Regions from separate parts of the Sus scrofa genome. Here all the other regions are linked to region 1. A link is a contact called in public Hi-C and HiChIP or PLAC-seq data. All regions are on one chromosome and are shown on one strand. Each heading gives the region's core, a stretch centred on a gene start, on an enhancer-like site or on the middle of the called end of the contact. The rest is flanking DNA. Distances are from core to core; before and after follow the strand shown.

Region 1 (6,172 bases), core at 3,573-6,072:
GAGAAGGGGGGCTGGGTTCATCCCTTCCATCAGGATGAAATGAACATCTCAGTCTAAGACAGAATCCAGGAACCGGAGATGAGTCAGGAGCCTGGTGGGTGAGCCCCTGATCCAGCGGACACTTGAGGGGTCCCTCTTGTGCCTCTGGTGGTGGATGTTATGCAGCTTTGATTCGAGTCGAGTAAACGGGGTGGGAACAGAGATGACCATGTCCACAAAGCTTAGCTCTTAGGACTGAGAATCAGGACCATCTGTGTCAACACAACTTAACTCTTTCTTCCAGGAAGTTATTGTAAACCAATAAATAACTTCACTGTCTGTGGCAGGAAATTCCTACAAAGCCATCTGTCCTGGCAAAGGGTTTGCTCACCTGGCAAAACAGCTTGCTGATCCATGGGTTATGCATCAAGACTCGCTAAGACCCATGTCTTGCTGTATCCACCAACTCTGAACAATGTTCCCACTCTGACTACCATGCCACACACTTTGCTGAAATCCATCAGTTCTCTGCCTTAAAAAAACAGAGCTGAAAAGACTGGGACCTGGACCTCTAAATCCTATCAATGTGCCTCCTGACCTTCCCCTGCTTAGATTCCAATAGGCCCATGTCCTGACGGCAGTTGCCTGAATGAACTTGGCTTTGCTTTATCAGCAGGCTCTTCTGATGGATTTTTTTTTTTTTGGTCTTTTTCGGGTTGTACTCGCTGCATACGAGGCTCCCAGGCTAGGGGTCAAATTGGAGCTGTAGCTGCCAGCCTACTCCACAGCCCATAGCAACGCCGGGTCCGAGCTGCACCTGCAACCTACACCACAGCTCAGGGCAACGCTGGATCCTTACACGACTGAGTGAGGCCAGGGATCGAATCTGTGTCCTTATGGATGCTAATCAGATTCGTTTCTTCTGAGCCGTGATAGGAACTCCCTGATGGATTTTTTATTTTTTTTTCCTGAGTTGACAATAAATCAGGTGTGGTCTCTTGGAAACAGGAAGCACATACATGTGAAATAATATATACATACAACCCATCAGGGTGGGTAACTAGTAAATATGGTCAGTTTTCCTCAGTAATAAAGAGGCCTCTATGCCACTCCTCCTTTGAGGAAAAGAGCTGGGGTGTGAGTACCTGCCTATGACAGATCTGCCTGCACATTTGACCTCCACATCCCTCCTCTTTTACACGATTCTGTGATTTCCAAATTTTCTATAAAGAGGATGCGTTGTTGGGAGGGTGAAAGAACATAAGGCAAAGGCCAAAAGAAGAAAACGAATTCCCAAGTGTGCATTAGAAATGATTTCCCGGTCTTAATTTAAAACACACACACATAGAGTACAGAAAACACGCATTGAGAATCTTATCTCATTAAGCTAGCACAGTACCCCCGTGACACCAGCAGGCGAGTAGAAAAGTGATACAGTTTTATTTTATTATTATTATTATTATTATTTGTCTTTTTGCCATTTCTTGGGCTGCTCCTTCGGCACATGGAGGTTCCCAGGCTAGGGGTCGAATCGGAGCTGTAGGTGCCGGCCTACACCACAGCCACAGCAACACTGGATCCTGGATCCTAGCCTCATCTGCAACCTACACCATAGCTCACGGCAACACCGGATCCTTAACCCACTGAGCAAGGCCAGGGATCAAACACGCAACCTCATGGTTCCTAGTCGGATTCGTTACCCACTGAGCCACAACGGGAACTCCGAAAAGTGGTACAGTTTAATAATGCTGCCTTGGCTCTCTCTAGCCTCTGAGGTGTTTGATAAAACATACCAGCAGAAAACCAAAACCAAACCCAAAAACCAAAAAACCAGCCCATCTAGAGTAAGGCCCAGGCATCTGTGTGTGGTTCTCTTTTTTTAAGTGAGCATTTAAGTGATTCACAGAATCAAGCAAAGTGTAAATCACATAAGCCGCCCTGAGTCACTTGAATGCCAAGTCCAGCTCCCATCAAGAAACATCCAGCTGAAAAAGGACCAGGTGAGCAGCTGACAAAGAAAGGCTGCCTCAACTGTCTCACACAGGCAACTCCCCAAGCCTGGGGTCCTAGCCCCTTCTGGAAGCACTGACTCACAGAAGCCCGTTGCTACTGTAAAACCTGGGAGTTGCTCGAAGCCGCTCAGGCAGGCTGCAGGCCAAAGCTGGCTCAGAGAGGAAGGCCCCCCCGCCGCCCCCCGCCGATTAGCAACCCCACCCCAATCAGGGCCGCCTTTTACCTTAAAGAAACTTCCTCGCTTGTCCAGACCGCGGGCACCCATGGTCCAAGCTGACATTTCCCCCGGCAAGGCTCCACTGCACGTCTGGGACTCCTGAGGTAGAGATATTTTTAATGGTTAGTCCAGCCTGCAGGAAACTCCTTTCTAAGCCACAGAACACGCACAACAACAGCCCTGCCAAGATCTTTTTCCATCAACAACAGAGTGCCATTTTCTTTCCCACCAAAGCCCTTCCATCTCTTTTCAGGCTGATTTCCTGCCTCAGACAGCACAGTTCCTAGACTGTGCCCCACCTCACTGGCCCACCTCCCGTGCCTCCAGCTGACGCAGAAGCTCTCTGGAACGGGCGGAAAGCATAATGATTGCTTTGTGGGTTTGCTTGACCTCACGCTCAAGTCCTAAAGGGACAATATCAGATGTCACCATAATCTGCTCCGAGGCTCATGGAGGCTGATCACGGAAGGACAGCGGAAGAATGAGCCCTTCCATGTCTCAGGAAATCCTGCAGGAATGGGGTGAGGTCATCCTTAGCTCTGCTGCCCCTCTCCCCCCAGGCAAGGTCAACACGAGGGCACTGGGAAGAAACCCCTCTATTTTCTCCTGAGAAACCAAAGATGGGGCTGAAATCCTGGGTCCCTGTTTACAGAGATCAGTTTGGGTAAGAAAGAGCACGTAAGCAGCTCCAGGATAATGCAAGACGCAGGGGGTGGGAGGCGGACTTTGGAACGCAGAGGGGAATTTCAGGGCGTGATTGATCCTGAATCATAACTGTGGCTATTTGAGCTTGGAATTGCCCTCACTGGAGCATCATAATCCAATAATCTTCTCTCGGCTATAACGCCTTCCAAGTCCACCTCTAAATAAAACACACACACACACACACACACACACACACACACACACACACGCAATTGAGTGCGCACGCACAAGCACACACACGCGCACGCCCCCAGGCTGCTGGCCTCGCCTCAGCCAGCGTGTACTGAGGATGCCCAGGCGAGCATTCCTGGACCAGCTTCCAGGACCAGGCACAATTACAAAGCCGCCTTCCAGCGCACATAACAGGCACAAGAGGTAGCTGATCCTAAGCACAACCAGCGCCCAGTGGAAGGACAACAAAAGAAGTTAAATGAAAACATATCTGTGGATGTTAAAAGGGGTTCAGCTGCAGGGGTGGGGTGGGAAGGCACCCAAATCACAGGAGTTTCTGCCCATTTGCTGAGGCTGTCTCATTATTAGCTGGGGACAGAGAGGCAGGGGCACCAAGGGACATCTCAGCAAGTGGTGAAGCACAATTATTTGGCAGAGAACTGCATACATTAGGAAGCAATGATCTTTGGAGCGAGGCACGTTTCAGTCCATGACTGCCTCTCTGTTTATGTTTACGGTGGGGTTCCGCTGACCATGGAATGTCAGCTAAGAAAAGGAGCAGGCAGCACACACCCACCCCTCCTTCTGGAGCTGTCACCTATTTCGGTCATTTCTCCGAGGCTTGGTCCCTTTAAAGTTTCCGCAGTGTCTCCCCTGTGACTCTTTCCACTTGCAATCCTGCTGGGATGAAGGTCAACATTCCGAACGGTGAGCTCTCCACTGTGATCCTGCTGACTCTGAGAGTCACGCTCTCGGGCTGTACAGCGCCCCAGCTCCGAGCCCTCTGAAGCCCATCACTTATGAGCAAAGTCCACGGGCTGGAGCGACTCCAGAAGGAAACACAGTGCTCTGTGCGGAACAAGGAACACAACCACAGCCACACTGTAACCTTGGGAAGCAAATGATTAACTGTTTCAATCCAGACACACACACACACACACACACACACGCAAATCCCTCCTTGAAACTGAGCCTAATGCCTGTAATTCTTTTTCTTCCAGACGCTTTTTCTCGGCAAGGAATTTGACATCGCATAGCAGTTACAGAAAGGCTCGGCGAGAGCCAAGACTTTATTCCTCATCCAGACCCAAGTCTCTTTGTTCTGTTCGGAACTTTTCCATGTACAAACCCTTTCAGATGAGCCATGGCAAGCAGAGAATTTTGCCTATAACCACAGAGCAGTCTGGATCCCAGGAGCTGATGTTTAATTAGCTGCCTGAAGAATGCACGTGCACACTTCCACCTTAAGGGGTCCTCAAGGAAACATCCAGTGTGGATTCCGTGTGGGGCGGGCAGGTCCATCACTTTTCTTCCAGAAGATACCACGCTGCATCTCTGCTTCTTGAAAAGGCCGCTCCACGATGGAGCTGAGAGCAGGTGACAAGAGCAGGCTGCCAGGGGCCATGGCGGGTCCTTCCCACGGGATGAAATCCAAATGGATGGCACATCACACAGCATTCAAATTTTTAAAAATGAAGTTCTTAAGGGCCCCTGAAGAAGTCTGGGTTTCGGGTCTTTCCTGTTGTAGCAGCACTAGTTTCCTTCCCAAACCATAGCCTCTAACACCTTAACTCAACATGGGCAGAAATTTTATACAATTTGAAAGGAGACTTTTTTTTTCCATTGGTGGTTCCCACCCCTTCACCCTTCAGGGGTTACGCCAGCAGTTTCATCCTGAAACCATCCCAGTAACAGGCTAGACTAAGAAACAGAAAAGGTACCGTAGTTGGAGAGGCTGTAAAATTCCTCCAGACTTAAACGGTGGAAGCGTGTGCCTTTCCTGGTTTTCTTGAAAGGTAGAGTGGATTCCCCAACAAGGAGCCCAGCACGTCCAGTGGATCTTTCCAGATGCTAGCTAAAAGCTAGCAGAGAGAATGAGAGAGAGGGAGGGAGGGAGAGAGGGGGAGAGAGACATTGAGAGACAGAGAGAGAGAGAGAGAAAGCCCTAATGGGACTAAAGGACACTGCAAACACTTTGGAGCTGCCAAGCCTTTTCAATAACACCACTGAAAGAATGTAAACGAAGCTAGTTGCTGCAGTCCAGCGAAAGGACAAAGGCAGGAAGTGAGTATTCCTCTCTCCCTGGACACCCGACTCGGCCACTTTGGAGAAAGCCTCACTGTGGCTTCTATGTGGCCCCAAGAGTGACCCAAGGAAGTGAAGTCCATCCTGGAATTTCAGCATCCAGAATGCAGAGTCATCTGGCTGGGCTCCAGGTTGGCTTTCCAGTGCATTCCATCAGGAGCAGCTGAGGACGGACGCTGGGACACCCCCACCTGGACCTTGGCTGCAGGCTGGCCGATGGAGGCTGGGACACCCGGGGCCCGATTTCCAGTTCACTGATCCACGGAGCTAAGTCTCTGGCAAAACACCAGCTTTTGCTCTAACTGGCCAGGGGCCAGATCTGGGCAAGGTAGTCTCTCCCCCGAGAGGGACCTCCTCCCCTCCCTACCCGTCTTGGACTTACTGAGTCAGCCTAGACGCTTCCTAGTGCACCCACTTCTGGTCACAAGAGCAAAGCCACAAAGCAGAAGCAGGTACACACAGGCACCCACCACTCACTAGTCTGCTTTAAAACAAACTCGGCTTCTGCAAGTCGTGGATTCTTATCACCTGCTGCTGCGAACGTCGGCCACAGCAGCTTTCTCATCACCCCCTTCTTTCTTCTTTCCCAGCAGTTGAATGAAGCGAGGCAAAGTAGCCTCAGTCCTTTGGTAAACAAGATCTCACTACTCCAATCATTTCACAGTCAAACTCACTGAAGTCGGAAAAAGTGACTCACCCCTGGGGACCTGTCGGGTTGAGGCCAGTCCTGAGAAATGTGTCACCTTTTCTCCTGGTTCCCTGAGTGGCTCCAATAACAGCAGGTCCTCTCTTTTAAGTGGTTTTCGTCTTTACAAAGAGGTATAAGCCAGTGGGGCGGTTCTGTGTCTGGATCCAGGAAAGATCTCTGAATATTTCCATAATTATCTTGGTATTACCACGGATTGTACAAATTGGACAGAAAAGCTCTACTCCAGCCTCTGGCTTGACGATTTGAGTGAATTTAATTTTTTTTTTTTTCCCTCTGAGCATCTTGTACCACTG
Region 2 (5,524 bases), core at 1,076-3,575, 79 kb after region 1:
GAGCCGTGATGTAGGTTGAAGATGCAGCTTGGATCCCAAGTTGCTGTGGCTGTGGCATAGGCCGGCTGCTGTACCTCCAACTTGACCCCTCGCCTGGGAATGTCCATATGCGGCAGGTGCAGCCCTTAAAAAAAAAAAGATTTTCAGACTCACAGATTTTGAAATCAAACTGATGGTTACAAAGGGGAAACATGGGGGGCCAGAGGATAAACTAGGAGTTTAGGATTAATATATATACATTACTACATATAAAATAGATAACTAACAAGGACTTATTGCACAGAACAGGAAAATCTAGTCAGTATTCTGGAACAACCTATACGGGAAAAGAATCTGAGAAAGGACGGACATACGTAAATGTATAACTGATTGACTTTGCTGTACACCTGAAACCAACACATTATAAGCCAACTATTCTCCCATAAATTTTTTAAATAAATGCCAAATGAAATGTTAAAACTTTTGCTTAAAGTGCACATTATCTTTGCAACTAGGATGCTTGCTTCATTATAAGGCGTCTCTCAATTGGCATCATTGAATTTCTCAGTAATGAGTTATCTAGGAATGTAAAACAAAGGAGTGGAATTCAATCAACAAAGAAGTAAAAAATAAACAAATCAAGTTCCTGCTGTGGCTTAGCGGGTTTAGACACAGACATGGTGTCCATGAGGATGCGGGTTTGATCCCTGGCCTCGCTCAGTGGATTAAAGATCTGGCGTTGCCATGAGCTGTGGCATAGGTCACAATGTGGCTCGGATCTGACTGTGACATAGGCTGGCAGCTGCAGCTCTTTGGCTCCTAGCCTGGGAACCTCCATATGCCAAGGTGTGGCCCTAAAAACATAAAAAATAAAAAAATATTAAAAAATAAATAAATAAAAGAAAAAAAAAAAAGAAACCTCAAAGCTACTGGGATCAACCACTCTGGAATAATGGAAAACCCTGGAAACAATGGGTAGAGCCATAGTTGTTCTGAACTGTGCTTTTTTTCTACTCAAAACTGTAATTTGATGACAGTTTTGTGTCATCCAGCGAGTTCTTTTTCAGTGGTTGTACAATGTTTCATCATATGGCTGTGATAATATTTAAGTAAATAGCCATGCCAAAAAAAAAAAAAAAAAACCATGCTCTCCTTTTCCCATTCTGTCCAAAGGCCTCAGAGGGATTTAGCTTCAGCTGTGCACAGACTTAAAAGTCACAAATTCCCTCCTTCCATTCCTCAAACTGTCTGGCACACTCTGTAGCAGATGCCCAGGGTGCCTCACCCAGACGCCCTCAGCATCCACCCATCTCCATCAAGGGTTTCCTACTGCAAGTACCTGCCGCTCTCCTTGATCTGAAGACTGAGGAGCAGGCGTGGCTCACTCATGGGTGGACCAAAAGACCAAGGAGCTACTGCCTCCTGGAATCGTCCTCACCAGTGATGGATGGTTGCCCCTGGAATGGTCTTCGCCAGTGATGGATGGGGTTTGGTGGATAAATTCCTGGGGGTCCTCACTCCCTGGGTGAAGCAACTCTAAGGTGAGCTCCTCATGGGCCTGACCCAGCTGTCCACAGTGGCAAGAGGCTCATTAACACAACCGCTTCCCTTCTCTGTCTCATCTCTCCACTCCCCCGCCATCCTTCCCACCCAGACGTGACACACCAAATGGCTCACACCTCTGGTACTTTCTGCCCAATCCTTGCACATTTACAAAGATGGAAACAAGCCCCGAAGGCCACAGGCATTTCAACAGCATGGACAAGGCCCATGCTTGCAGTGATGGGTTACTTAGACTGCTCTGTTGGGCCTAACAGGGTGCCCTCACGGAGACACTAGATCAGGGTCTTGCTTGCCTGGCCAACGCGTGAACACAGCATAAATAACTTAAGAGTGTTTGGAAAGACGTTTAATCGTTCAAGGCTTAGGTTTCTTCCATAGACCTACGGGGCCAAGAACACAGCAGTCAAGCCGCCCTCAGCATATGGTTTATGACTTAGAACTCACAAAAAGCATAAAATGGCAAGTCTTTTCCATACTAGCTTGGAAAAAGTTCTGTAGATTCTGCTAATTCCAACCAACATAAAAGTGATGCCTCCTCTTCCAGCTAAGCCTTGTTCGTGCCAGATGAGAGAGCCAAGGTACTGCGCGAGGCAAAGAAATGACATTTTCATAGCACTCAAAGCGTCCTCCGGAACTGTAGGAAATACACACAGCAAATAGAATTGACAATTTCTTCAGCCCACTGGCTGCTCTTATTTCACTCTGACGCACTTGAGCAACTGGGGCTCTGGGATGCCAAGTCAAGCCATTTTAGGCAGCTGCCGGGAACATAGCAGGTTGTCACTGAGGGAACCTGACAATGCCAGACACCTCCTGAGTCCACGAGGAGCCAAGCCGTGACACAAGATAAGGCAGAAACCCCTGCAAAGGTCTGAGATAGCAGCGGTTTTTGCAAGCTGAGCCTGTGTAGCTTTTAATGACCATGTATCTCCGGTTAAGAACTGAGACTATCACTTAGGATCTGGGGGTTTGCCCCAAGTTATAACTAAGATGCCACTGGTAAAATGCTTTACATTTCACACTGTATCTGCCCAATTTGGTAGCAGCTGAGTGCCTTCTGGTTCCTGCCCAAGGCCAACAGCAGACACCTCCCCAGGACAGGCGGAGATTGCCTCTCAGCCCCTCACTTGGGTCTGACCATGCGACTTGCTTTATCAATACAAGAGGCAGGAACATCAATGAAGAGGCCTCTGGGTTTCCACCTGCACCCCCTGCCCCTGCCATGGTCACAAGTAGAGCTGCCCTTGGGCCACCACTGCCCACTAGCCTGGACTCAGAATGCAGCCAGGTGGAGAGTGAGAAGCCACACCTAGCTGGCTAGCTGGACCCCAGCCAGAAGCAGCCGCCCAGCCCAGCCTGGATCAGCTCCCACTCCCCACCCGCATGTGAGCTGGCTCAGCCAAGGTCAGTAGAGATGCCCAGCTAAGCCTCAAGTTGCAGCCAACCTTTATAGCAAGAGCGAAATAAATGCTTAGTATTAATTTTTCCGCTGCACCTGGGGGCGGTTTGTTGCGTAGTGAGAGCTGACACAGAGGACAAAGAGAAAGTACAGGAACCTAGGGGAATCGTGCCCATAGATTCTCCCTCTTTCCTGCCCTGGACAAACGGGGAACTCACAGGATATAATCATGACATTTACAATGGCTTCAAAAGGTCCCCACAATTCTTCTAGAAATACACTAGCTTCCGTGTGTCTTGGTGGGACAATCTCAGGAGACATCCTACACAGTCTGTCATAGGTCCCCAGAGGGACTGAGGCCCAGTTACGCCCAGGGGTCACCTGCTCATAGTCCTGCCCTGCATGGCCTCCCAGGTCCCTGTCCACTCCACACTCCCTCGCCGTGTTTCTAAGCATCACGGCTCCATAAACACTTGCACTGGGATTCTCAACTTAAAGACAGGGCTCCTTTCCACAAATAACAGCTAACGTTCATCGAGCACTTTCACGTGCCAGACACCACGACACACAGGTGACTTCACCTCTCTGTCCCTCAGTTTCCTCATCTCTAGAATGGGGGTAAAAACAGTGTCCCTCAAGGCTGTTTTGAGGAAAGAACATGCAACATGCCTAGAACAGGACCCAGCTTGTGGCAAGTCTTCCAAAACACCACTATTTTCTTTTTTCCCCTCTTCTCCCCCCCCCCTTTTATTAGGGTCACACCTGTGGCATAAGGAAGTTCCAGGGCTAGAGTTCCAATCCGAGCCACATCCATGACCTACACCGCAGCCACAGCAATGTCAGATCTGTAGGACCTACACCACAGCTTGCTGCAACGCCAGAACCTTAACCCACTGAGCCAGGCCAGGGATGGAACCTGCATCCTCGCGGACACTGTGTCGGGTAATCCACTGAGCCACAACGGGAACTCTGAACACCACTATCTTCAAGCAAGCCTTGCTTCTCATCACCATCACGTTTCCAATAGGCATCCACCTACTGCTAAGAATGGAATGAGGAGGACCGAGGACCGAGGCAAACAAGGAGGAAGAAGAGACAATGAAGAGAAAAGGAAATTCCACCTTCGGGATAGCACTAAAACTCTCAGCCAGCTGATGGCAGCACTAACCTTGAACTCAACACTGAGCAGAGCCATCGACGTGCACCTTCCAGGATTTGCTTAGGGACATTCTGCTCCCGGGGGCTCCGGGCTGAGAACCAGAGACAGGAGGGGTGTCCAGGGGGAGAGGCCAGTGGGGTCTCTCTCCTCTGGGTGCGTGGCTGAGGCATGCGAGCCACTCTGGGAGGAAGTGCCCTGAGCAAGGACCATCTCGAATGGGCTCAGCAGGAGCCGGAGGATGTGGGTCTGCAGGCAGAGAACCAGGCTTGCCCAGACCCAGCCAGAGCACTCCTGGGGGTGCTCACACCTGGCCTCAGGCGCTCAAGACTCCGCCAGGGGAGGAGAGAGGCCACCTGAGTGGGATGGAAGTTTCCCAACTCCCACCACCCAGGGCAGGGTGGGGGTCTGCCCAGGTAGCTGCTACTGACTGGTGGATCCCAGGGGAGCCGCCCTCCTAACACACCCCGATCTTGGACTTTCGACCTCCATCCGCGTGGTGCAGAGGAAGGGGAGGGACGACACTCATTTCCCTGGTGACACCTGGATGAGCAACCCTTTCTGTGACTCGCAGGCCACGCTGGCACAGCGGTGTTCTGGGCCCTGCACTGTGAGACCTAAAACACAGCCAGGCTCCAAACCCCGCCTTGGCCACTGCCCACCTGTGAGATGCAGGCACGTTCCTGAGCCTCTAAGCTCTCAGTTTCCCCATTTGAAAAGTGAGACCCACCCTTCCAGGGCCACTGTGACAAAAAAAATGTAACAATGAATGTGGTGGTGTCAGAAGGGTGGGGGAAGTGGGGGCGGGCAGTGGAAGCTGAAGTCTTCCTGAAATTCCATGAAAAAAGGGATGCAGGAGACAGACCAGCTGACCCTTCCCCCACCCCCACTGCCGCTGTACCCCTGCCCCTCCACGAAACAAACCCATCAGACGAGCCATGTGCCCTTGAGCCTTCAGTGGCAGGAAGCAGGCGGAAGTAGTGATGCTGTCCAGGTTTCCGGGGTTCAGCGCAGGCCCCTTCTCCTGACTCTGACAGGTAGGTGGCTGCTTACTCTTTACCTGTGACCCATCTGCCACCCCCCAGCTGACAGAGGAAGAGAAAAGAGCAGCAAAGGAAAAGAAAGCCTTTTCACTATCAACTACCCACCCCATGCGCTGCCTCCATCTTCCCCCCCTTGTCTCAATCTCCCCCGCCCCCCCCCCCCGCCTTTCCAGACAGCGGATGGAGAATGAGGGGCGCCCAGGGCTCTTCTCTTCTCTTCCGTGTCCATCTCAGCCTCTCCTGGCATCCTCTCCCCTCTCAATCCAGTTCTGTTTTGCTCATAATTTATAAACCACGCAAAGGTTTCCTTTCCACCGCCTCCCTTGTAGTGTGGCCAACACCCTCAGCACAGTATTGCATCTTGCTGGGTGTGTGGGTTGGAGC
Region 3 (5,674 bases), core at 927-3,426, 110 kb before region 1:
GGAATTTAAATGCCACCCGGAGGATTTCAGGAAAAGTTAGCATGGACTTAAGTACCCAAGAAAGGCATGTGGCGGTGCTGGTCTAGAGGGTGGGCTTGGAGAGACTGTGACGCCGAGCTTGGGAGGGGGCTTGGTCCTCTGGACATCACATTTTAGCCTCCATGGCTCACAGTTCAGGCCACTGAGAAGAAAACTCAGAATGCTGGAAGCACAAGACTGACCACACTTTGAAACATGTGGACGCAATTAGAGGAGGGTTTAAATTTCAGCAAAACTCTAACCCTGCCACAACGGCTGTGCTCATAAATGGGATCCTCTGACGCTGCTCCGTAAATGAAACTACCTGCTTAGACAGCAGAAAACTCCTGTGGGCTGCGGTCCCGCAAACCAAAGAGGGCTTTGGGCAGCGAGGCAGGATGCAGGCTGGGTTGCAGTGCACCCCTGCTCGCTGCCTCTTCCTCCCGGTCTGCAGGGCCCTCGGTCTGATGGGCTGGCCTGTCTGCAACCCCAGCCAGCCTGATGGGGTGCCCTGTTCCTGCCATCATTTGTTTTGTTTTATTTTGTCTTTTTAGGGCCACATCTGTGGCATATGGAAAAGTTCCCGGGCTAGGGTTGAATCGGAGCTGCAGCTGCCGGCCTATACCACAGCCATGGCAAAGCCGGATCTGAACCATATCTGTGATCTACACCACAGTTCATGGCAACACCAGATCCTCAACCCACTGAACAAGACCAGGGGTCGAACCTACATCCTCATGGCTACTAGTCAGGTTCATTTCTGATGAGCCACAACGGGAACTTCTGCTCTTGCCATCTTGAATGTTGTCACTTGTTGACCAGAGACAGTTCTTCAAGATCTCAGCAGCTAAATACTCTGGCCCAGGAAAGAGGCAAAAAAGCCAGGAGGCAGCTGAGTGGAGGCAGGCTCCAGTGAAAGCCCAAGCTTCCTGGCTGCTCTGTATGTTGGGTAACTGGGTCCTAGTCTTTCCCTGCAATTCATGGAGGGGAAGACAGCCACCTGCCCATCTGTCAGCAGCAGAGCACCCAGAGCAGTGCCTCGTGCTGCGGAAACATTGGGAAAGGCAGCAGGAAGTGTCTGTCTCGACCCTCAGGCCACAGGAAGCAAGCACATGGTGGCCCTAAGTAGCCACTGTCAGCAGCAGAATGGCACTTTTCTGAGCAAACTGGCATGACTTTCCTTCAAAGCCCCAAGAATTCAGCATACTTATTACTAGAATTAAACTCGATTGAAGCTCAGAAAAACCCCAGATGCATATAAAATTGTAATAATCATTGGAATTCCCATTGTGGCGCTCAAAGGGTTATGAACTTGACTAATATCCGAGACGGGTTCGATCCCTGACCTCACTCAGTGAGTTAAGGATCCGGCACTGCCGTGAGCTCTGATGCAGGTCACAGATTTGGCTCGGATCCCGTGTTGCTGTGGCTGTAAGTTTAGGCTGGTGGCTGCAGCTCCAATTCAACCCCTAGCCTGGGAACCTCCATATGTCATAGGTGCGGCCCTAAAAATAAATAAATAAATAAATAAGGTAAAATAAATAAAATTGTAACAATAACACAGTGGATGGAAGGAAAGCCTGGATGGAAATGCAGCCTGCTCCCCTTGGTGTCTGGACGAAGTCCCATGCCTTTGCCCAGCCTGGGCAGCCCCAGGGCAGAGCAGGAGAGGCAGGCTCCAGGTCTCCAGGTCGGGTCTGGGTGACCATCCCTAAGGGTCCAGCCCCAGGGTCATGAATACTAATGAGGGGAAATTAACAGAGGAGGGGGAAGGGCCAGAGAGGCTCAGTCACAGGATGGAAGGCTATCAATCACCACCGATCCTGACTCAGCGTTGTCCCTACAGGGAGGAGGGGGACCTCAGGACTCCTGGAAGGACAGACCCTCTGAGCAAGAGCCAGGCCCTGAGGACTTTTAGGGAACTAAGGCCACTGGAGTGACAGCACTGAAGTTTCCTCCAGGGAAAATCTTGGGATGGTGCGTTCCCTGGGGCATTCCACTGGCACGGGGCCTCTTCGCTCAACGCCCAGACTGAAAGTCACTGGTGAGAAAAAAATTGTTATGCAACAATCACAGCTCCGGGTGGCCTGGGCTCAGACGGGGACATGTGCAAAGGGACTGTGAGGGTGCCCAAGGCTGAACAGGCCCCGACCCACTCTGCTTTGAGAAGACTAGCTCATAAGAGTCCTGGTTATTTCTGCTTTCCAGGTCCCTGCACGACAGTGACACACACTCTGGTTCTGTGATCAAATACCAACCCGTGTGTAAGGGGAGGACGTTCTGCAAAGACATGCTAGGGTCAGGCAGACACAGGAAGGAAACACCAGACAGAGCAAGTTCAGAGCCAACTGTCCCCATTCTACTCCACTGTAGTTTCATGTTAACCAGTGAGCAGACGCTATTTTTTAAACAGAAAATCAATGCTGTTTTCATCTTGAAAACCAAACTAAAAAAATTAAGGATGGAAACAAAAGTTAAGCCTTCATCTGATTTACTGATACAACAGCAGGCCATTCTTTTGGCGGTAGAAATATTCTCCAACAAACGTTTATAGCTTCCTCTTGGAAGCAAAGAAACCAGTTCTTTCTATCTATCTATCTATCTATCTATCTATCTATCTATCTATCTATCTATCTATCTATCTATCATCTATCTACCTATCTATCTAATCATCTTTTTAGGGCCACACCCGTAGCACATGGAGATTCCCAGGCTAGGGGTCTGAATCAGAGCTGTAGCTGCCAGCCTGTGCCACAACCACAGCAATGTAGGATCTGAGCCACATCTGTGACCTACGCCACAGCTCATGGCAACGCGGGATCCTTAACCCACTGAGCGAGGCCAGGGGTCGAACCTGCGTCTTCATGGATGCTAGTCAGATTCATTTCCACTGAGCCATGAAGGGAACTCCCAGTTCTTTTTTAAAATGTCATTTATTCTATTGAATGGATTTTTTTAAATTGAAATTATTCCAACTTATGAAGGATAATTATGGCAGGGTTACATTTTTTGTGTTTTTCTGACCTCTCCAAATTTTCTGTGATGAACATATATTACTTTTGTAATTGGAAAAAAAGCACATTCTTCTAAATGAACAAAATTAAAATGACCGTTAACCTTGAAGAAGTCAAAAAAGCACCCACATAAGTGCTCAATGGGTCTGGGGTTTTATTGGGGGAGGGGGATAAAAATGTTCTGGGGCTAGAGAGAGGGGGAGGATTGCACAAAATAGCAAATGAACTAAATGCTATTGGACTGTTCACTTCATTTTTATTTATTTATTTTTTCTTTTTAGGGCCACACACACGGCATATGGATGTTCCCAGGCTAGGGGTCAAATTGGACCTGTAGCTATCAGCCTACACCATAGCCACTCCAGATCTGAGCTGTATCTGTGATCTACTCTGCAGCTCACGGCAATGCCAGATCCCTAATCCACTGATGGAGCCCAGGGATCAAACCCGCATCCTCACGGATTCATTACCGCTGAGCCACGATGGAAACCCTGGACTGTTCACTTTAAAATGGTTAATTATGGAGTTCACGTCGTGGCACAGTGGTTAACGCATCCGACTAGGAACCATGAGGTTGTGGGTTCGATCCCTGGCCTTGCTCAGTGGGTTAAGGATCTGGCGTTGCCGTGAGCTGTGAGCTGTGGTGTAGGTTGCAGATGTGGCTCGGATCCTGCGTTGCTGTGGTTCTGGTGCAGGCCAGTGGCTACAGCTCCGACTGGACCTCTAGCCTGGGAACCTCCATATGCCGTGAAGAGTGGCCCAAGAAATGGAAAAAAGACAAAATAAATAAATAAAATAAAATAATATAAAATAAAATGGTTAGTTGTGTGTTGTGTGAACTTCACCAAATTGGAAAAAGAAATGAAAGTGAAACCGAAGAGGAGCCCCCAGTTCCTCCCACTTCTTCCAAAGCCCAGGTACCTTCTCCATGTAGCAGGGACGGGTCCAGGAGCTCCATCATATACTCGATCTCAGTGTCCAGTTCCAGCATGTCACACTGAGCTATGACATAGGTCAGGACGGGTAAAAAGTCGTCAGCTCCATACATCCTCCCTGGGAGCAGGAAGAAAGGGGGAGACGGGATTATTTTTACCAACATGTCTTTCTTTCACATCCTACTTGCTGCTTTTATTAGACGGCGGGGAGTCATGCTGGGGAAGTGTGCTGCTCAGGGGAAGAGGTGGGTGTTTATGGAATCCTATGTGGTCCGAGACCTAACCCACTCACAACTTCACAATGAACACAGGAAAGATTTTCTCCCCATTTTCAGGATGTGCCTCAATGCGTGCAACAGAATAGAGTACTTTTATTTTTATTCATTTATTTGGCTGTGCCCAGGGCATGTGGATGTGGAAGTTCCTGGGCTAGGGATTGAAGCTGAGCCACAGCATTGACAATGCCAGGTCCTTAATCCTCCAGGCTACCAGGGAACTCCTGCGTACTTTTAAAGAGTTTAACTTTTCAGCAAATGATATGATGAAACATTTGCCAGGGGTCTGCTTGTTCTGTTCATCCTTTTGGTTTTATTTCTGTTGCTTCTGTGCAAAGTCATCATGAACATAATGACAGGACCTAACTTGAATAAGGAATAATTTGTCTCCTTCTCTGTCTTCCATTTATTTAAATGTGCTAGGAGTTCCCGTTGTGGCTCAGTGGTTAATGAATCTGACTAGGAACCATGAGGTTGTGGGTTCGATCTCTGCCCTTGCTCAGCGGGTTAAGGATCCGGTGTTGCCAGGAGATGTGGTGTAGATCAAAGACGCGGCTCGGATCCTGCGTTGCTGTGGCTGTGGCGTAGGCCGGCGGCTACAGCTGTGATTAGACCCCTAGCCTGGGAACCTCCACATGCCGTAGAAGTGGCCCAAGAAAATGGCAAAAAGACAAAAAAAATGTGCTAACTCAGTATACATTGAATAGATACATATGATTAGTATATGCCAAAAATGTTTCCTCCTATTGCTACTTTTTATTGTCCTTACTGCTACTTTTTTTTTTTTTTTTTTGGTCTTTTTAGGGTCACACCCACAGACATGTGGAGGTTCCCATACTAGGGGTCAAATCAGAGCTACAGCTGCCGGCCTGTACCACAGCCACAGCAACGTGGGATCCGAGCCATGTCTGTGACCTACACCACAGCTCATGGCAACGCCGGATCCTTAACCCACTGAGCGAGGCCAGGGATCGAACTCATGTCCTAATGGATGCTAGTCAGGGTTTGTTAACCACTGAGCCATGACCGGAATGCCCTCACTGCTACTTTTTATCACAATGGAGATTCTCAACTAGGGGTGATTTTGCGCCCCCCCCACCCAAGGAATCTGTTGTTGTCTGGAGTCATTTTTTTAAGGTCATGACTTGGGGGTGGGGGTGGGGGGAGACATGCAAATGGCATCCAGATGTGGATAAACATCCTGCAGGAAGCCGGTCGGCCCCACAACACAGAGTAATCCGGTTTTAATGTCATTAGGGCTAAGGCTGAAAATCTGTGCCTGAGGAGACAGAATTCTGTGCAGATGTAAATTGGGGGACTTTTTAAAAATGACTTCAGGAATGACAGGAAATACATTTCTCGTCTGTGAAGTAGGCTTCCCATTTCAAAGACAATGTTCATCTGCTCTGATTACCAGCCCCAGAGCTCACAT
Region 4 (6,198 bases), core at 742-3,241, 89 kb before region 1:
CTGAAACTCACTTAAAGGAGAGAGAGAGGGAGGGAGGAGGGAGAGGGAGGGAGGAGGGAGAGGGAGGGAGGAGGGAAAGAGAAGGAGCACTTGCTACCAGACACTGTTTACTACTTTTGACAAACAGACCCAATCAGAAAGAAGACATTTGGGTTTTGCTTTATGAACCGCTTGGAAATGTTTGGTAACTCTTTTGGCTGCTGCTGCCCAGTGAATGAAGTTTCTGAAATTAGCCTTTCAGAGTCAACCTTCTGAAATTAAAAAAAAAAAAAAAAAAAAAAAAAAATCCCCTAACACTCTCGCCCTGGAAAAAAGACGGCTTGCCAAATCCAATTTTCCCTTGGCCAAAGTAACGATTAGCAACTCAGCCCTTCAAGGAGGTTATGAAGAAAGAATTTCCCCTTGACTTGGGAGAAAACACCTTTCATGTGACCTCCAAATATGTTACTTATTTAAAAAGAACACAAAAACAAACCTGTCCTTTGGATTTTTTTTTTTTTCCCTTACTGCCAAACAGTGCTTCTTACTGAATTCTAGGACTGGAAGCCAGCAGGGCGGTTACCCTTTGGGGAGAAGGCGGCAGGGCGGGGGTCCCCAGGGGGCTTCTTCTGGACGTGGGTCATGTTCTGCTGAGCTGGCGCTTGTTATACAGTTGTGGTCACTGTGGAAACTCACCCAGCCACACAGCCATGAGCTCTGCCCTCTTCTGAATGTAAAACAGGCACTTTCAACCAAAGCAGCACAAAACACCCGCCGCCTCTTAGAAGGCATTAAAGACACCTTTCTGTGGTTGCAGAGCCTGCAGAGACGCACGTTCAGAAAACACTCAACAGGGGGTCACACACACAGCACAAAATCAGGGGGCAAGCGGACCCTCAGAAGGCAAGCTCCATCCCCAAACAGAGCCGTTCTGCCCTTCCCATCGATTGTTCCCCAAAACATGTCCAAACCTGGCACATAGCAGCCAAGTCAGGCATAATATGACGTCTGCCTCAAGCAGCTGCGATCCCAGTTCAAATCAGCCCGGGGGTAGAGTGCGTTGTTGTTTCAAACACCAGAGAAAACTACCAGACAACTGACATAGGATGCACTGTTTGGCCAGGCTACAGTTTTTTTTGTTTGTTTGTTTGCTTGTTTTAATAATAAAGAAAAAAAAGGCGAGGTGGGTACTTACCTATTTGGTCCTCGGGGATCAGCGACTCAATGGGGGGGTCCAGCTCGGAGCTCTGGGACAAGTAGTTTTTCACCTGGGTCATGAACTGCCGGATGGTCTGCAGCAGGTCTGTGCTGGACACATGGCACTCCTTGTTCTCCTGCAGGAAGCTCACGTAGTCCTGCACCAGGCAGCCGAAGTAGGTGCGCTTGTCCCGGGCCAGCTCGGCGATGCGGCGCACCATGCGCTTCTCCGGGGTCAGGAAGGAGCTGAACACCCCGCTCATCTTGCGCAGCTGGGACTTGACGAGCTTGGGCAGCATGAAGGAGCTGTTCCTCTTCTTCTTGGACTTGATGGGGGGGGCCATGGTCTCCTGGTCGCTCTCCCCGTCGTAGTCCTCCAGGCTGCTGTTGGTGTCCGCCTCGTAGCCAAACAGAGGCATGCTGCGGTCCAGGTCCAGCGAGTCGGAGGAGGAAGTGGAAATGCTCATGTCACTCAGCCTCTGTCTGCCTCCTCGCCACGGGGGCTGGGATGGGGATGCAGAGGCGGCGGCGGCGGCAGCGGCGGCCCGGGCCCTTGTGCAATCCCCGGGGCCTCCTCCTCCTCCACCACCAACAGCACCTCCTCTGCTGCCGGGGCCCCACCTGCGCTGCGGGCCAGGCCCTCAGGCTCCAGGCGAGGCCGGCCGCCGGTCAAGGTCTTTGCGCCGCCCTCCGCCTCCAGAAAAGAAGCCTGCTTCTTGAGCCGGGGTGGAGGGACGGGGGTTGGTCTGGATCCAAGCAGAGCTACGTTCCCATGTGGGTGATGGCTGGCTGTTTCCGGCATGCTCGCCGGGACCGCGCTCCTGGGCAGCTGAGGGCTTGTGTGCAGACTATTAATAGCGGGTGGCGGGGGCCTGGGCGGGGGAGACCGAGGCCTCTCCGTGCCATTCGCGCTGGGAGTCCGGGTGCAGGGCCGCTTCGGGCCTCCGCTGAGGTCCTGGCTGTGCACTTTCAAGAAAAGAGGATTAATAAAGCAGAGGGCTCCGTTGGTCTGGCTGCAGTCCAGCTCCGAAGGCGCCCTGGTTTTGATAGAATGCACTCCATTTATAAGGCAGAGCTGGCGGGAGGCAGGACCAACGCCGTCGGAGGAGAGAGGCCTATGGGGAGGTGGAGGGTTTGGGGGTTTGCTGTCAGCTGGAGAGCTCCAAAAATCTGAAAGTCATTATCAGTGAACACAAGAATGTAAATACAGTGCACTCGGGCTGTTCCTTCACAAAAAAAAAGCACACTTGCAGGGCAATACTCGGCTCTGGAGGGGAGGCGCTACACTGCAGTGTGTTTCTCTCTCTCTTTGCTTTAACTACATTCCTTTACTGGAAAGGGTAGAAACGCTGCCAGGACCAGCTGCGGGCTCTTGGGAAGGCCCTGGAGGCTTTTCACCGTCAAAGCCCAGGGGAGACGGTTCAGCCGCGCACAGAGCTGGCCCAGGCTTCCCCAGGTGAGGCAAAAGGAACTGGGATGATGACAGTGCAAGCTGGGCAAAGGCCACGGGGCTCCCCACTTGCTCCACGAAGACCACATCTGCCCGCAAAGCAGCGGCATCCTTTCTGATCCCCGTCTCCCTGGCTGCCCTCTGCAGAGGGCTCGGCAGTTCCCCCTTAATGGGCAGGACCAGCAGCTGGGCCTGGGGGATGTTACACAATCTGCCTGGGGTTTTACACATTCAGCATTAAAACCCAAAAGGAGGAAAAATACACTCATGGGTCCCATCAGCAAAAAAACAGGACAGCCAGCTTACACGAAGGTTGAGTGCAAGTTTGACCATCTACATTTGTGGTTTGCTGCCCATCCTTCCCAATCCTGCAGCCTCCTGGCCTTGGCTATTCATGCTTGGTTCATCCTTCTCTGGAAGGGGAGGGTGCCCATTGCTTCCTGCAGCTACATTGCCTATATCTCTTGTGCTCCATGCAAACGGAAAGAGGCAGTGATGGGGTCATTTTCATTTGGAACAGGTGATTCTCTCTCCACAGCTTTGCTGTTTTGTGTTTGCTGAAGCTGTTTCTTTCCCAAGGACCCGGAAAGGCTAGTTCTGGGCCTGGGGAGAAGCTGAGGCTGGAGCCCGCTCTGCCCCAGCTGTGCCCTGAATGCCTGGCAGTGCCTCTTCAGTCGCCACTTTCTCTTGTCTTCCTCCCCTCTTGTTCTTTGCTGTCCAACAGGACAGCCAACAGTCACCTGCGGCCAGTGAGCGCTAGAAATCTTGCTTGTGCAATGGAGGGACTCAATTTTCCATATTATTTCATGGAAATCAACTTAAAGGTCAAAACTGACACTCAATTCAGTTACTGGGAAGCATCAGTTTGTTTGGAACCTGGGTATGTGAGTACTTTTTTTTTTTTTTTTTTTTTTTGTCTTTTTAGGGCTGCACCCTCAGCATATGGAAGTTCCCAGGCTAGGGGTTGAATTGGAGCTGCAGCTGCTGGCCTTCACCACAGCCGCACGAGATCCTGAACTCACTGAGTGAGGCCCCGGATCGAACCTGCACCCTCATGGATACTAGTCGGGTTCATAACCTGCTGAGCCACAATGAGAATGCCAGGTTGGCCACTTTTGCAACTGCAAATCTGAGGAAATCTAAATAGAGATCCATGCATTTCCCCCTAAAACTTAGTGCCTGAACAGAGGTGTGCTGTAAGGACAAAAGCCATGCTGGATTTCAAACACTCAGTGTGAAAAAAGGAAGGTAAAATGTTTTATTACTACTTTAAAAACATGGATGATGTATTGCAATAACATTTCAGATACCATACTAAAAGATGAAATAATAAAAAATGAATTCCCCCTTGAATTTTCCTTAACGTACTTACTAGAAAATTGAAAAGTACACACTGGCTTGCCTTTTTCGTATTTCTCTTGGCCTGGGTAGAACCGCTCTCACCTCCTCAGTGCCCCCCCCTTAGCCTCCTGGTGTGTTGAGCTGTAGGCCTTTATAAAGCTTAGCACACCTGGCTCCCAGGTACAGTCTCCCATACAGACTGTACACCTGGGAAGCGGGGGAGGGGAGGGACCCTTGGTTGTAGGGCGTGGTGCCTGCCACAGAGTGGACCCTCCAGAACTGCTTGCTGGATGAACAAATAAATGAGGCACAGAATTTTAAGAAGCACTGTCTCTTCACAAAATGGATAAAGTGCATGTTGACAATTAACAAGCTGAATATACACTAATGAGAGCTTGGTTGTCTCTGGAGAGTGGCCACCAGAGTGGATTCCTTTTGCTTGCCCTTCACAGGGACATCAAGTACCATCCCTGTTACCTGGGTCCTCGGGCCCCTGGCAGGATGTACACACAGCAGGCCGACCACGGAGCCAGGAGGCCACCAAAGGTCATGGGGACCCAGGGCATGTCTTTAGGAGGTCAACAACCCAGTGGATTATATTACCTTCAACTCAGGAAATGCTCTAAATTCTCTCCAAAGGTGCATAAAGCTTGGTGGCAGAGATGGCAGTGGGGACATTGCAAGGCCCTGATAGCTTTACCAGGATTCTGTTTCCCAGTCCTACAACCCAATGGCCCATCAGACAGGCCTCACTCAACACAGATGCATCCAAATTTCAGAGCTGACTGTGAATATACCTCCAGGCTTCCCTACAAAATTTTATGGGCTCCCTTGGCAACAGCACCTGTTTCAAAACAAGTTCCTCAGATTGAGAGGAAATCTTGCCAAAGGAGTAACACATAGATTTTTTATTTGTTGGGTCAAATATCACAGTTTCCTAGGAGATGGGAATCCTGGTCCTGAATCCAGAATCCCAAACTGCCATTCAAAAGACTATGGCAGTTCTATGGAATTCCCGTCGTGGCACAACAGAAACAAATCTGACTAGGAACCATGAGGTTGAGGGTTCGATCCCTGGCCTTGCTCAGTGGGTTAAGGATCTGGCATTGCCGTGAGCTGTGATGTAGGTTGCAGATGCAGCTTGGATCCTGCATTGCTGTGGCTGTGGCACAGGCCAGCAGTTGTAGGTCCAATTTGACCTCTAGCCTGGGAACCTCCATTTGCCACAAGTGCGGCCCTAAAAAGCAAAAAAAAAAAAAAAAAAAAAAAGACCATGGCCCAGTTGTTCCTGAAGGCCTGAAATCTTAAGAGAATTCCCCTTTCCCTTCAAGAAGGGGAACATTTTTGCAAAAGTTAAGCCCACACAGGTTCCCCAGGGCAATGGGACAAAGAAACTGGGGGAGTCCTATGTCCCGAGGCGAGTCCCTGCATCCATGATGCTGGGCTTCGGGGGCCTCAGCAAAGAGCCAGGAGGGGAAGCGAGTGCCCAGCTGGCTGCATCGAGGATGTACAGCAGAGTAAGGGACGTGGCAGGGCAGGAACTGAGTGAGAGAGGAAGTGAGACAGATGTTCCTCTGGAGGCCTGTGCTGTCGATTCCTCAAAGCACAGAGGTGCCGCCAGTGCCTCGTTTTCCCCTGGGATAAAACCTACCGGGGGACGATGCCAGTGCCAGACTTTCCGTCCACCAGGCCCCGCCTTCCTTGGCAAGGTGCCACAGAAAGACTTGACCCAGGATGCAGATCACCCTACATGGACACTTTGGGGAGCTCAAACTCGTTGACAGGTGATGCCGGGGAGAATTTGGGGGCAACTCAGGTGAACCTGGCTCCCGCCTCTGAGAGCTGGTTCAACGTCTGACTTAGAGAAAGGCTCTCAGGAGTGACTCAGGGGCCTCGGGGAGTTTTGCCAAGGAGGTAAGGATTACTTTTTGATGTAACGATGTGTCACCCACCAGCCTGACACTGGCTCTGCTCAATGTGTTCATTTCAAGAGACCGGGCGGGGGCCCCCCACTTACTTAGTCCCAGCTGGGCTAGTTCTTCAAGCTGAGCCTCAGTCTTGGCTGTTGAAACAGCATAAGGCAACTTCAAGGTAAATGGCAGGACATCCCTGATTTTTCAAAAAAAGAGAATACATGTATTACATGACTTGCTTCCATTTCTCACTTTCATTTCTTTCCTAGAGTATTTTATTTTATTTTACGTATTTATTTATTTATTGTTTTTTAGGGC

The links. A called contact is a pair of places that touch in the nucleus more often than the background predicts. HiChIP or PLAC-seq counts read pairs in DNA pulled down with a chosen protein or histone mark.
Region 2: a contact with region 1 is called in an H3K27ac HiChIP or PLAC-seq map of skeletal muscle, with 2.5 times the contacts expected there. The contact joins the enhancer-like site here to the promoter of RIN2 in region 1. A contact is called at or near these places in 7 of 47 Hi-C or Micro-C datasets (embryonic fibroblasts, fetal heart ventricle, heart right ventricle and 3 more) and 2 of 2 datasets of contacts at active chromatin or transcription factors (alveolar macrophages and skeletal muscle).
Region 3: a Hi-C map of skeletal muscle shows a contact between it and region 1, with 2.6 times the contacts expected there. The contact joins the enhancer-like site here to the promoter of RIN2 in region 1. A contact is called at or near these places in 11 of 47 Hi-C or Micro-C datasets (alveolar macrophages, embryonic fibroblasts, fetal heart ventricle and 4 more) and 2 of 2 datasets of contacts at active chromatin or transcription factors (alveolar macrophages and skeletal muscle).
Region 4: an H3K27ac HiChIP or PLAC-seq map of alveolar macrophages shows a contact between it and region 1. The contact joins the enhancer-like site here to the promoter of RIN2 in region 1. A contact is called at or near these places in 1 of 47 Hi-C or Micro-C datasets (embryonic fibroblasts) and 2 of 2 datasets of contacts at active chromatin or transcription factors (alveolar macrophages and skeletal muscle).

Annotation. Positions count from the first base shown.
Region 1 is chr17:27,939,983-27,946,154 of Sscrofa11.1, reverse strand. It overlaps RIN2 (ras and Rab interactor 2), which reads right to left and starts at 4,822. Exons shown (of 13, transcript XM_021077420.1): 1 at 4,807-4,822; 2 at 2,216-2,308. The coding sequence starts at 2,272.
Region 2 is chr17:27,859,277-27,864,800 of Sscrofa11.1, reverse strand. No RefSeq gene overlaps it. Among named protein-coding and RNA genes, the nearest start is that of RIN2, 79 kb to the left of the region's middle. Within about 2 kb of position 2,325, at least 10 of the 83 cell types and tissues checked have an H3K27ac peak or open chromatin away from gene starts, as enhancers often do. A contact at or near this core is called in skeletal muscle, where this site is marked.
Region 3 is chr17:28,046,118-28,051,791 of Sscrofa11.1, reverse strand. RIN2 (ras and Rab interactor 2) reads right to left here. Exons shown (of 13, transcript XM_021077420.1): 11 at 3,954-4,085. Among named protein-coding and RNA genes, the nearest start is that of NAA20, 21 kb to the left of the region's middle. Within about 2 kb of position 2,176, at least 10 of the 83 cell types and tissues checked have an H3K27ac peak or open chromatin away from gene starts, as enhancers often do. A contact at or near this core is called in alveolar macrophages, liver and skeletal muscle, where this site is marked.
Region 4 is chr17:28,026,039-28,032,236 of Sscrofa11.1, reverse strand. RIN2 (ras and Rab interactor 2) reads right to left here. Exons shown (of 13, transcript XM_021077420.1): 7 at 5,985-6,076; 8 at 1,782-2,346; 9 at 1,175-1,746. Among named protein-coding and RNA genes, the nearest start is that of NAA20, 41 kb to the left of the region's middle. Within about 2 kb of position 1,991, at least 58 of the 83 cell types and tissues checked have an H3K27ac peak or open chromatin away from gene starts, as enhancers often do. A contact at or near this core is called in alveolar macrophages, embryonic fibroblasts and skeletal muscle, where this site is marked.